Regions from separate parts of the Oryzias latipes genome. Here region 1 is linked to region 2. Evidence: chromatin contacts called from public Hi-C data. All regions are on one chromosome and are shown on one strand. The core of a region is the stretch at or near the end of the contact, and the rest is flanking DNA. Distances in the headings are between cores, read along the strand shown.

The links. A called contact is a pair of places that touch in the nucleus more often than the background predicts.
Region 1: a Hi-C map of embryo shows a contact between it and region 2, with 2.3 times the contacts expected there. The contact joins the promoter of dnajc17 here to the promoter of crim1 in region 2. A contact is called at or near these places in 2 of 5 Hi-C or Micro-C datasets (embryo and fibroblasts).

The regions. Positions count from the first base shown.
Region 1 is chr22:14,623,513-14,630,805 of ASM223467v1, reverse strand. dnajc17 (dnaJ homolog subfamily C member 17) reads left to right here and starts at 5,191. Exons shown (of 11, transcript XM_004082352.4): 1 at 5,191-5,415. The coding sequence starts at 5,194. It overlaps inf2 (inverted formin-2), which reads right to left and starts at 1,394. Exons shown (of 22, transcript XM_011490454.3): 1 at 1,191-1,394.
Region 2 is chr22:14,428,855-14,435,253 of ASM223467v1, reverse strand. It overlaps crim1 (cysteine-rich motor neuron 1 protein), which reads left to right and starts at 2,225. Exons shown (of 15, transcript XM_023951833.1): 1 at 2,225-2,825; 2 at 5,975-6,136; 3 at 6,371-6,399. The coding sequence starts at 2,528.

The sequences.
Region 1 (7,293 bases), core at 3,942-6,441, 190 kb before region 2:
CAGAGCTGCAAGCTTTTTCCGACTGCATTTTATTGTCGTCTGCTCCTGATTTACAACGATTTGAATAAAAGAACTACTCAGAAAATCCATTTTTCGAATTAATCTTCTTAATATATGCCCTCCATCATCAGATAAACATCACAAGAACCTGTTTAGAACACAGAAAACGGGATTTTCATCAGAATAGGTCTTTAAAAGAACTTTGATTTTTGTCGACATCGTCTGATGGAGCTCCCATGTACTGCAGGCTGCTGATTCACAAGCCTACTCATCTGTCCTCAGGTTACACCACCCACTCAGCAGCCCACTGCTACTGTACAGCATCAACACATCCAAATGTGCAGCAGCATCTCCACGGACTTGTTTCCTCTGAGACATATGCTGATCTGAGATGATGTCCTGCACATGGCTGCAAAACCAATAGAGCAGATAACCTATTAGATTTGTGAGGGGAGATGATCAAATAAACCTGGAGCAGTTTGCAAATTTGTGAAATTTTCGTGATTTTTTTTTTGATCATTGACACTAATCTATATGATCAGAACAGAGGGAGGGGGGGGGGGGTCTGTTGTGGCATGCTTAGCTTCAATTTGGGGACCTGGCTTGACGTACGTGAAACAACGTCAAACCCTTCTTTTAAGTTATTATGCCACAGATAACATCTGCAGATCACCTCCTTGCCTCTCCTCCCCCCTGTTCTGCGGCTGAAGGGAGTGACTGACATGCCTGTTCACTCCTCCAGCGCACGCCAAGAGTTCAAATCTTATGCAATCCATTTCATCCATTCCAGAAAGTCTGCGGATGTCCAACTGTTGAGGAGAGGAGGAGAACAAAAACCCCTGAAAACTGACAAATTATCTGGCAACAAACATGATTCCAGCGACAGATTAGGTGGATTTTGAACGCGCATGAAACCCTTGATGGGAGGAAAAAAAACAGTTGGAGATAAAAAATAAAAATGCTGCCACGCAGCCATCCACGCAGCCAACAGCGCGTCATTAGAGCCGCCAAATTGCGGCATTTTAGGGAGCACCTTTGCCACTTTGCGGTTTTTCTGAAATACCCAGAGATAACGGAACGTGTGTCGCCCTAATGTGGCATTAAAATAAGCGCACAATAATAATGACAACAGTTGTGGCTGCCTCTGCTGTGGAGATAACCAGTAAAAAAAATCGAAGGATGTCTCTTACCTCGAGTCCTAAGAATAATCACTTCAAAACCCACTTCGGGAATTCACGTGGGGGGAGCACTTCGCTGTCGAGACATTTCCTCCCAATGAAACGTTTTTTCTCTCTTTCCTTTCAAATTTGACCGATGGTTTCAGCTCTACGTGGCGGGCTGGACAGTGTGTTGATGGTGCCCCTTTGAGAGCGCCACTGCCCCCGAGCTCTCACTCACTTAAGAAGCCCGTCCGAGAAAAGACGAGCGCTGCCGAAGTGGAACATCCGGTCAGTACTTTCAAAATAAAACTAGCTTAACAACAACAACAAAAATCATCTTGCTTTTTTGACATGGAAAAAAAACAATGCATTCTTCATACACAAATGAAAGACAAAATAAGCAGGAAACGCACTACCCCCCCCCCCCCCCATAGCATTCATTGGAAATGTTGTGAAATATTTGGTCTCAATAAACTAAACAAAGTAAAAGGTCAAGAACGAAAAAAAGAGGGTGTGTTCTCTAAAACGTAAAAAATCCATCCAAGCTGAAGCTGCTCCCACAGGGCTCATGCATAATATGTTTCAACAAGCATGTCCATATTCCGACCCGTAGGCAACATGGCTTTCATTCATATTTCTACCAGCCCACAGCTTCCTTTCATAAAAATCAACATGCAGCCCCCAGCACTTTTAAAAACTGTGCACCATTTCTTGATTGTTATTGGTTAAACTAGAAGTTGTTGTAAATCTGTGGCTACCATTGTCTATGGGAGAGAACTCTCTTATACAGACAATGGAGGCAACACTGTCGCCGGACCCTTCTGTGACACGTTCTAGCTTATTTCTAAAATGTCATTTTGTAAACTAAATGAACAGTTTTTTTTCTTTCTCTAATCAAAACTACAGTGGTTTGTATTTCTTAATAAGATAACTATTTGTGTTATTTTTAGTTTTCAAACACAAAATAACATAAATTTTGGAAAAAATGTATATAGATGTATTTCTGTTTTGTATGTGGAAATAAAAGTATCCAATTAAAAAAAATCATTAGTCCTTTGCACTTCATGTTATTATAAGGGTTCATATAATTCATTGGTTGGCGCTCACACATTGGCCCTCTTTGCAAAAAAGTCTGGACACCGACTGCGTTACAGGAAAACAACAAACACATAGAGGCGTTTTATTCTGAAAGTACAAAAGCATCCAATTCCGATCCTGCTGCTTGTTTTGTTGTGTAACTTGCAGCTTCTGGTGATGCTGAGAGCAGCCAGCGGTTGGGCCCTCTTCCCACACTCCCCATCCCATCAGCTGATCTGAAACAGAAAGTAGCAACTGAAGAAAAACAGTATGGTTTGCAAATTCTGTCAGGAATCTGAAAAGAAAAAAAATAAAATAAAACACTGATGTACTACTGTATAGTAAAATAGGTAATGATGCCAGCGTGGAAAATGAAAAAGAATTGAGAAAAAAATGATCCTACTATCTCAAATTGGTCCATAATATGAAGAAATTAGAACAAAAATAAGATAAAAAGGGATGGTATCTGCAAGGAAAACAATGCCTCTGGCTTTTGTTTGTGCTGCCGCATTGCACTAATTGTCATAGTGTTTGTGACTTGGGGCTGTATAACTTGCTAAACTTTCCCTGCCACAAAGAAAAACAGCAGATTGCTGTGCTGCTTCAAACGGTCGAGTCACAGCATGATCTCTTAAGGATGCATTATTCAACATGAAGACAATGGCGCTTCTGTCGGGGAGACAGCAGAGAATGCAAACGCAGACTAAAAACAGAAAGAAAGCAAAACGCATCTCTGTGTTATCCGATTGCAGAGGCATAATAAATGAGACTGCCATCTCTGAACAAAAGCTTTTGAGCATTGGAGATGGAGCACTTGTTGAGCTAGTTTGGGAGGGTCAGGCAACACACTGGCTGCAGTTAAACAAACAGAAAGTGATCTTTAATTAAAGTCAACATCATTGGGATGGTTCCTATTATATGTATGGACAGCATGTGGAATTTAACCACCAGGGTTAATTCCATATCCTCTGTTATTAGAACATTTTTTTCCATCATAATCCAGGATTGATGCAACCTTCATGACATGCAACGTTGCTTTCTTTTTAGAGAAATGTGTTTCCTTTTGAATTCCAAAAGAAAAAAAAACGACAATGGAAGTTTCAGTTTGTGGTTTATAGTTCCTCTGTTTTCACACATTATGGCCTTTTCCTGGTGCTGAAATTTGAGAAACCCCAAGGCTTGCAGGAAGGGCTGCAGCAGTTGATTAAGTAAGTGAAAATAATCATAAAATAAACAGACATTCTAAAGTAAAAACAGAGTCATCGTTTCATGGAAATATGATAGAAAGCATTTTAATCATGAACAAAAATGTTTGTTTTACTCTACCTCAGATGTTTATATGTTTTTCTGTCATCTGTCATGTTTTTTTTAAGTAAGAGCATGATTAATTTTTTTTTCTAGAAAAATCCTATTATTTTGTCCATGCATAATTTCTATTCCCTTTAACTGGAGTCTTTCTGAAGAATTTATTTTGACAAACTGACTCAGACAGGATGGCCAGAACTGTAATTGAATTGCAATCTTCCTACAAATAAAACTAAAACCAACCAACCTCTTTTCTCAGAAAGTATAAGGAAAATTATACCCCGACAGACGTATTATTTTAATCGGTACAAGTTTGAAATCTTTAAAAAAATAATAACAAATGTTTCTTAGACAGGACATTTTAGCAAGTGTAGTCTGTAGAATCTTTATTTTGTTACAACCCTTGCCTCATAACAAAAGGGTCCCATTGTTGTTGCATGATCTTACTCACATGTTGGGCGTTTGTTATCTCTGAAGCTAAGATGATGTGATCAAAATGACCCCAAAACAAACAAAAGAAAGATTAGAAAATATGTGGCAGTCTTTTTCAGACTGCATGTGCACATAGTAGCAAAATGGTCTGTTGTAGGTTCAGGACCTTCCTAGTGTCTTCCAACATGCCCAGAAAATCCCACAATTACAAGTTTAAACTTTAAGCTTCCAATTTTTACATTTTCTATATAGAGTTTTAGAAAATTGACTACCGGTACATAAAACACACTAACCTGTTCAGAAAGTTGTTTACCCACTCAGGAGAAGTGCCTTGCTTACCCCTCCCATGAACCAACAACAAACACACCAAAAGCCCTGAAATAAAATGTTTATTTTTTGCTTTTTAGTCATGTTTTACCATCTACACGATTTCTCGCCTGTTTCAAGCACATTTTATTAATTAATTTTAATTATTGTGCAAAATGAAAGATGAAGATAATTCACCTGCTGATGATAAGATTATAACTAATGCACGATTTGAAAACTGGATTGTTATGGATAAATATGACTGTCAGCAAATAGAATTAGATTAAACAATCAAAATAAGAAACCACATATAAAAATAGTAAAAAATAAACAACTGACAAAAAGTTACCCTTAGGTCTGGCTCTTTTGCTTTGATCTGGGGGGTCCTGTGGCTATTCTGTGAATGTGGACATTTCCCTAAAAACATCGTTTCCACACTTCAATACAAAACCCAGGCTTCTACATGGCTTCATTTTATTACTCTTTTTATCATGCAGTGTGTCTGTCTACGTGTGTATTTGTGGGTGGGTGGTTTGGGTGGCGGGGGGCTCGGCATTGTGTGCGTTTTAAACAAAACATTTGTTTGTCCTGTTCTTTTGTTTTTAAATTTGATTATGTTTTTCTGTGACGCGTTTTGAGTGACCTGAGTTGTAAAAGTGCCATACAAATAAAGTTTTATTTGATTTGATATACATATGTATTTTTCATTTGATAAGAATAAATATGCAAAATGAGCATTATATGTTCCAATAAATTAAAAACTAATTAAAATCCGTAGGTGTACAGTATGTATGCATGTGTTTTTTTTTTATAAATGTGGAGTAAAAGTGTTTAAAAGTACCTTATGAATTAATATATGGACTACATTTCGTAGGGCACAAAGAACATCCGGGTCGTTATTAACGTCATATTCATGCGACCCGAGTCATTCCGGTATCATGAAACAACTACCACAACAAATAGCCTAAATAAATTAGACAAACCCTTACAATTATTTTTAACTTTAAATATTATTGTATATATTTTTTGTCTTTTCACTTGTCATTTGGAAAAGATGTCTGGAAAGGCCAAGGATATCCTACAGATGGATCTGTATGGCTTACTCGGTATTAAGAGTTCTGCCACAACCAAAGAGGTACGCTAAGTATTTGTTTAATAAATAAGAAGTTGGATTCTTTAATGAAAAAAAAATAGTGGCCGGTTTTAACCGAGTAGTTGATTTAAGCACAAAAGATTACTAAGTTAAAGAAAAAAACGGTTTTGATGAGGAAGGTAACTGTGCTGTAGATGCATGCTAAAAAAATGATTTTAACGCAGTGTTTGTGTGTGAAATAAAGCTCGAGGTGAAAACTTTTGAATTAGTTAAGGTTTAACGATGTCAAACTAAAACAATGTTATATATTGCTCAATACTATCTTGATAAAAACCCCCATTTAAAAGCAGACAACCTGGTGCAAGACCGGCTAACTGCTAACTCACAGTGACTGCAGTTAACAGTAGACACCACTAGGTGGTGGTGTTACACCAATTTACTCTAATGTTTTTCTGTAAGAGCATGGTAATTATGATCTCAAGAACCATCACGTGTGAAACCTATCGAGAAACTTTTGTACATACATGTGCAACATAATTATTCATGAAAAACATTTCCATCATCCATTTTTGCATAAATATAATTTTTTTAAATGTTAAACATATATATTTTTTGTAAAACCCAATCCCCTTTCATCTACTAGTTCCTCTCTTAGTCAGAAGTGGTTCACCATAGTCTTTTTCCTATGACCACCGCTGCCTTTACAATCCTCTTGTCTAAGGGGAATACGCATTAGCTGCCAAAATGAGGGAAGAAGTTAATTTTCGTAACTGGATTTCAAAGTGCTCAACTCCCCAGAGGATTAATGTGGAGGGAAGTTAAGGGTTGTGGTTTGTGCAGAATTGAGGCTCCAAAACGGAGAGTGCTGGTTCTCTGTGAGGTCGGCTGATGATTGGGAGAGATAGTGGACTTCTGTGCAGATTGGAGCTCCAAAATCAGTCAAATGTGGGCATACGCATATCATGGCATTTGTTTGGCCCACTGCCCTCTCCCCACTTTTGTACACGTTGTTTATTGCAGCTCGCATGGAAGAGGCCGATCTCAAAGGTGTTTATGCAGGCTGAGCTTGTGAGGAACTTTCTATGACTTTCCCATATTCCCTTGTGGTTCTCTAACCTTGTCTTCCTGTTATCACCACTGTTGACCATCCCTTGCGTGTGGCTCGTTGAGACGTGTCGGAGAAACATGCATGTCAGAGCTTATGATTTAATGACTGTAGATGACCGGGGTTTGCTTTATGGTGCTGCTAAAGCAGGCTTTTGCTCGGGTCTAGCCACCGGAGTTGAACCTACCACAGATTGCTTTGGTGAAACAATGTCAGCAGCCAGGACCACACAATGTTCTCGCGGTTATTCAGCTACTCAAATTTTATTCAACCAAATTACCTAAGGCTTTGCAGTTTGCAGCAGCAACATGCCTGCATGGTTTACCTCCAGACAGAGCATTTTGAGCTCAACTGTTGGCCACATCTTTGCAGGGATTTGATTCTTAAGTCTTTATAACTGTGATTAAGGTTAATTAGTTTGTAAAGAATACCATTACAGAACAAGGATTGACTCAACAAAACTGTGGAAAAAGCTCTCACATGTCTGAATGACACGCTGACAGATCATTGGAAGGCTTCATAGTTTCATAGACATGGAAAGACATTTTTTTATAGTTTATTTACATCTCCAGGTTATTGAAAACAAAAAATATGGTTATTGGAAGGAAGAATACAAAAATGAGCTAATGTAAAAGCAAATTTGCTATGATTTTAACCAAATTAAATCAAAAATGGGGTGAGGATACATACTGCCATGGGGTGACAGACAAACCATATTCTTTAAATTCATTATAACATTTAGATATTTTAGATAATTATTCAGAATAAAATGAGTACAAATTAAAACCCAAAAATGATGATGTTTAATATTTAAT
Region 2 (6,399 bases), core at 976-3,475:
ACAAAGCTAAAGGTGCATGTCGAACCCTCTACCCTGTGTGACCTCACGGGGGGCCTTCTGAGTTCAAAAACCAGTGTTTAAGACGGGAGGGTTGAGCACCTCAGGGATGTCACACTGTTGCTGTGAACATTGCAGGACATACAATATGACCACAGGTGACCAGAGAAAGGAAATTAATATGGTCTCCCAAAAAAGTGTAATTTAAAAAAACACAACCAGACCCTTAAAATGAGAAAAGAATTGCAAAAGTAAAATTGACAGTAAAAATGTTTTCTCTTAAATCAGATCTGAAAGGTTTTTTGGGAAATGGTTCAAGCAAATTAGGAGTTCTGATTCCCCTTATTTGCAGTAATACACATGTTACCCTCTTTGTGGATTATGTATTTCTAACTCAGAAGTTTAAATCACACAACTACATGAAATCTTCTCATTAGGAGCTCATTTTTGAAAGGTTTTTGTTTGGAAATAGTTCACTGTCAATTTTCTTTTCTCCTCTTTTCACCGCACTTATAAAAAACAGATGATCTCATCTGCTTTGAGTTTGAAACAGGCCGTTCATTTGTGTATGTCTTGCTTTGCCTGTGCTCCATAATTCTTGTTTTGTGGCTGTCAGATAGCTTTGAAATTCTTTTAAACTGTCACTTTGCATTCCTTCTATGTCCTTCACTGCTGACCCCCTTAGCCCCACCCACTGCTCTGATTCAGAAAAGCAAAGTTCGGCGTATCACCATGTGCTCCTGCAGAGATAAGCTCAACAAGAGAGGTGGACTGAAGGAAAAAGCCCTGGCGCACTTTTGAATCAGGTGTGCTGCACGCCCACTCTCTTGGCGTGCATTCGACACTTCATGTCACACTCTACGTTCAGTCCGGTATCACCTTCAGCTTTCGGAAACACATCCTCACCAGCAGCCGGATGTGTCTGCAACTTATAACTGGTGAGAGGCGGCGGGAGGTTGGAGCCAAGAGAGAGGTCATGTAATCTGCTGGACAGATCCCACACCCTCAGCTCTCATCACGTGCACAGAAGCCATTACCTCACCTCAATGTGCAACGAGTCAATCATCACATGATCTCTCCATGGCAAGAGAAAGGAAAGCTGATGAATGGAACTTTCTCATAGACCTGTGACTCTAAACTAGCATACACATACCACACTTGCTTGGACCATGAAGCTTTTCCCTTCAGTTGTTTGAAAACAAATGAGGAGCAAAGATAGAGAACAAAAACTGAGTTTGGTCCAGAAATTTTCCCTAATCAGAATTTTTCATTATCAATCTAACTTATGTAAGTTGTGGATTAAAAATGTGACACAACTACGTTTCTTTAAATCAAAAATTAGTTCAAGTGGTCAAATAAAAAAAACTGGTGCCCACATTGGCTGATCTCCTGATGTTCTCCAAAAGCAGAAACCAGCAAATCTCATCCCTTTTACTGCTGTCTATGGAAACCTCTCCATACCAGACGCCGCTTGGGATCGTTTTCCATTCTTAGTCGGCCTGCAACAACACTTCCTTCATTTGCAACATCTGCCTGGAGCGGCTCGCTCCAAAACAAACACAACATCCAGGAAACCAGCTTCTTCGCATGCATAATTAGTGCTTGCAACACAAATCAGCTTTTGTCCACTGCCCCCAAGCCGCTTGCTCTGCATCCCTAGCTTAAAGCTCTGGTCAGCTGGGTTGACCTGCTGACCAAAGACCTGACACCTATATGCTCCTGGGTGCAAGTAAGAGGTTCGGAAGGGGGGTTCAGGTATGTTGGGGTTGCCAGAGGCAGTAACTGTGACAATCAGCTTCCAGCTGTGCCCACACACATTTAGGCCGCCCATTTGTCAGTGTAAGCACCGCTTCAACAAACAAGACACGACCTTTACGTACTCACAGCCATCTGGATAAACAGGAGGACACCCCAGACACATGTAAGCACACTCATCCAGAAACAGAAGGGTAGAGCAAAGGAACCAGGGATGGAGGGGGCACAAAACTTTTAAAATGAGGGAATTAAAATGAAGAAATAACATCAGCAATCCTTACACACAAAGCATAATAGAAGACTTACAAATCTGACAGCCAAAGTTACATCATTTCTCACAAGGGGGGAAAGTTGTGCGTGTAAATCTGCCCAAATCCTCCCTCCTTTCTTTGGCTGTGACTGGTCGGTGGCGCTGTCAGTCAGGGGGAGGGGTACTCCGCTAATTTGAGTATGCCTGGATGTCAGTTGAAGGCTCAGAGTGCGTTTTTGCTTGTGGCTGACAGTAGCAGCAGCTGACTTCCGCAGCCTCGGCGTTGGATTTCCACATGAACGTGAGCGCAGGAGGCGCACAGGACGCGCGTTTCGGGGCACACTCGGGACACATCCACGCGCTTGAGTAAGCTGCTGGGAGACAAAAAGCACACCCCCTGTGGGGGTAAAGACTTGACATAAACTTTACTGAAGAGTTGGAAGCTTAAAGACTCGTTACTCGTGCGGAATCGGAGTGTTGTTTTTTTTTCTCTATTTTAATTGTTTCTCTGGAAAACATTGGAAAATGTTTAACAAATTCTCAACTGTGTTGTTGAATGCGCTCTTTCTTGTGCGGGCGCTCTCGGCTCACGAGTGCACGCTCTGTAACCTCCGGACCTGTCCCATTAAACCCCCGCATGGCTGCGAGGGTGGCCGGAGCGTGGCTAAGGATCCATGCGGATGCTGTGATCAGTGCGCGCGGCTGGAGTGGGAGCCGTGCGGCGGTCCGGACTGGACGCTCGGTTACTGCGCTCTGGGTCTGACCTGCGCCTCTCTTAACGGCACGCGAGCCGCCACCATACCTGAGACTGGAGTTTGTAAAGGTGAGCAGAAGTTTTTCATTTTTTTATGCACCACGTCTGTGTAGTCTCCAGTTTGGCAGCCTTCTGGACAATCTTAGAACGCAGCAGCAGGGGGTTGTGCTTGGTGTTCACCTCGTCTCTGCTCCCCCGGAGCTCCAGGTCTGAGGACTCTTGACTGCCAGCAGCAGTGGAGTCATGTTAGCTTTCTTCTCCTCAAAGCCTCATTCACTCAGAAGTACAACGGTATATCTGGAAGCAGTGATTTTGGCATAAGGTCTTAGCTCTCCCAATGGCAGGTCTTGTTCTTTTTGCTTTAAAACAATGTAGTTGAGATAAGGTGGAGCAAAAAGGCTTCAGTGAATATAGGGAGAAACCCTTTTCATCACCATAACCCGGCTGTTTTCTGTTTCAAACTGAGCTTAACCACAACTTGAACAGTTCTCTCATCTTCAAAGGGTTGAGTTGGGTTTCCATTTGAATAAAATTGGTCAAACCAGGCTTTACTTGGGCCCCTTCTAAGCAAGCCACCTGCCCTCTGTCTGCCTTCTTTCTAGATGATTGAAAATGACTGACACAGCTCTAGTCAAAAGTGAGCAGCTCTCAGTGAGTGTCTGGACCTCTTGAACTCCCCATGCTCCATTGGTGTGGTCCAAGTTTGGGGTTTACAAGGCCTATCGGGGTACCCCCGATGTTCCCAAAACATGCCAGTCCTAGTTATACCTCACAGGCACTTGCATCTGGAGGACAGCTTTACAAGGTAAAAGTGTCAGAATTTGCGGGAGACTGCATGATTTGCCCGTCTGGGTAATAGTGCTGGTCTCACTGTTGACCCTTTAAATCACACAAATGCACACAGCCTCATTATCTCAGAGGGTCTGGTGGGGGGGATCAACGAGTCCCGTGTGCGTAAACTGGAGGCTGATCCCAGATTTCCCACCTCAGGTTGCAAAAGGTCTTAAAGTGATTAGGCCTGCAATCAAGAGTTGGAGGTAAATGTTTCCGTTTTTCCATCCTCTGCTTTCTGCTTGCATTGTGATTGACTGGGGGGTAAAACTCTACTAGTGCAGAAACTGCAGAGCTTTGGTGACATGAAGATTTTATGGATGGGGCACCTGTAGACTCTAGGTTATTTTTTAGTCTTCTGGGAACCTGACCACATTGCTTGCTTTGATAAATTGTTCTGACGAAAAAGTCTTTATCTGAAAACTGAAATTTACTCGTATTTTTTATTATCTTGTTATTTCTGGAGGTTATGATTATGTTTGTTTACCATATTTGCTGCCAAGATATGTCTATTCTTGAAAGTACTACAGCCGAAAATAGTTTACTATAGTTTCAAGAAATAGTGTCAGCCCACCAAAATCATGAATAAAGTACTGAGATATGTTTTTTTTCTGACATTGAACTACCTAAATCAGACAAAAACAAGGACGATATGATGCTATAACATCATGTGTGCACAACCCCCTTTATCTAACCAAAATCTACCTCCAAAATGGTCTGTTTTGAGCTCCAACAGCTTCTCTGACTCAAGCCAAGTTTCTCTGCACACCTAACACAGTGTGATGTCCACATCAACCGCACTCGTTCATATGTCTTCTACAGCTCCTTTTCTCTGCTACTATCTAATTATTCATAGCCTTAATTTTAAGCCCACTATCAGTCTCAGGGGCTCTAGAGGTCAGCTGTCCCATCCTGACTATGGATGCTTGGAGTCTTGAGTGGCTCACAGAGTGGCCTCTTCCTGCCATGAAACTTTTTTGGATATGGTTATTCCATACAGATAATCAAGATAAGCTGTAACAGACCGGTTTATTTACAAGTCAACTTTCAGTTTCCGCATAATTGTTGACAGTTGCATACATTTCCATGCCACAATGAGTGACCTTTATGCTGCCACCATCTCAGGTGAAGAGATCTTGGCAGACACAGGAAAGCCACAGGATGGGAAAACATTTGGATGTGAGGATCCTTTCAAATCACAAAGTTTCGGTTGGGTTTTCTGAAGAGGCTGTTTGTGCTTTTGCCACTTCACTGGCCGTCTGGGAGAGCTATTAAAAGCGCCAACTGGCTCAGGTTGAAGGTAATGTTCTCTTCACCGCTTCTAGTTTACCAGTTTACCGTAGTGCAGGGACTGTCAGCAAAATCTGCTCTGAACATTTACTGGAAGCCTTTTTTTCCTTTTTCTTCCAGTCAAATTGATTTGCTTCAGCAAATCTTTTCATCACGAGCTGTTCTCTTGGTAAAACGTCTGTTTTGGATTAAGAAGCTCTACACATGTGTCGTATTATTGTCTTCTCGTCTGTATCTGAAAACAACAACCACAAAGTGTTTTTTCTTCCCACTCACTTTGATTCATCCGGTTATTGTTTGTTCATCTGATGGGGACTTTGGGCTCGCTGGCTTTCACTCAGGTAGGATCTCAACAGTAGCTGAGTGGATAAAGAGGTCATGTTTATGCTGGATGGGTAAACCTTTGACAGCTTTTCCTCCCATGCATTGTTCTGCTGTGTTGCTGTTTGGAGAAGAAAGCCAGAATATTTTGATAAGCTGCAGTCACTCTTCCATGCACTAGGCTAAAAGCTTGGGAGCCAAACTCCTGCAAAAGAGGGTACTTTGTGTTACAGTTTGTCCCATCCTGTTTATTCTGCTGCCACTCTTGGTGCCCTTGGATAATAAAGAAGGGTATTTTGGGGGTTATATATGTGTGCTTAGTCATGCATGAATGGAACTCTAAGGCTAATGTGTATATTGTGGGGGTTGATTCCAGGATATTGGACAGCTTGCATTCCTCCCCGTCTTTAAGTTTTGCCCAAGTGGGGCCTGTCCATGTGATCCCATCTTGGGTAAAGCTCATTAGAAGGAGCAACAATACATGACGTAAAGGTTGTAGCTGTAGCCAGCTAAAGGAGGGACCCCGAGAGGGCCCCATGTTGTGAAACAAATGCAAACAAATGGTCTCAGTGGTTGTAGTAGTGTGACACAAGACAGAGAGAGGAGGGGTCTCCATCCTTTGGTCTCCTTAGTGTTGGTTGTGAAAGAACATGTTGTAACAGTGCCTGTAAGCTGCCTTATCCATCAGCAGTTTTTTATAGTCTTGGATACACGTTTACGCAACCGCAGCTCCATTTAAAATAAAGAATTCTCTTTTGTCTTTGCTCTCTGAACAGTTCTTCCACAGCATCCAGATGCAGGTCTCGAGGATGAGCGCTGCCCCCTGATAACAGGCTGCGACAAAGCTGGAAATCAGTGCTTATGCGATGCCCGCCACTCCTGCTTGAGCTCCTTTACATACCCAGACCAAGAAGCTTGCATGAAATCCATCAAGTCAGGTGAGCTTCCTCCTTCCACGAGAGCAGAACCAAAGTGGAGATCAGAAACTGAAAGGATAATGTTGTCCTTGGAGAAAAACTAATCCACAACAGATGGGAAAAAGACTCATACTACTTACATATCATAGTGATGACATGTAAGCTTAGCCTTTGTGTGGTGGTTCAACACTCACCCCTGAGTGCTGCCATTGTGTCTGACTCATGACTGCGGTTTGTGTTTCCGCTGGTTTTCAGATGGTCGGAGGCACGAGCACCGGGAGAGA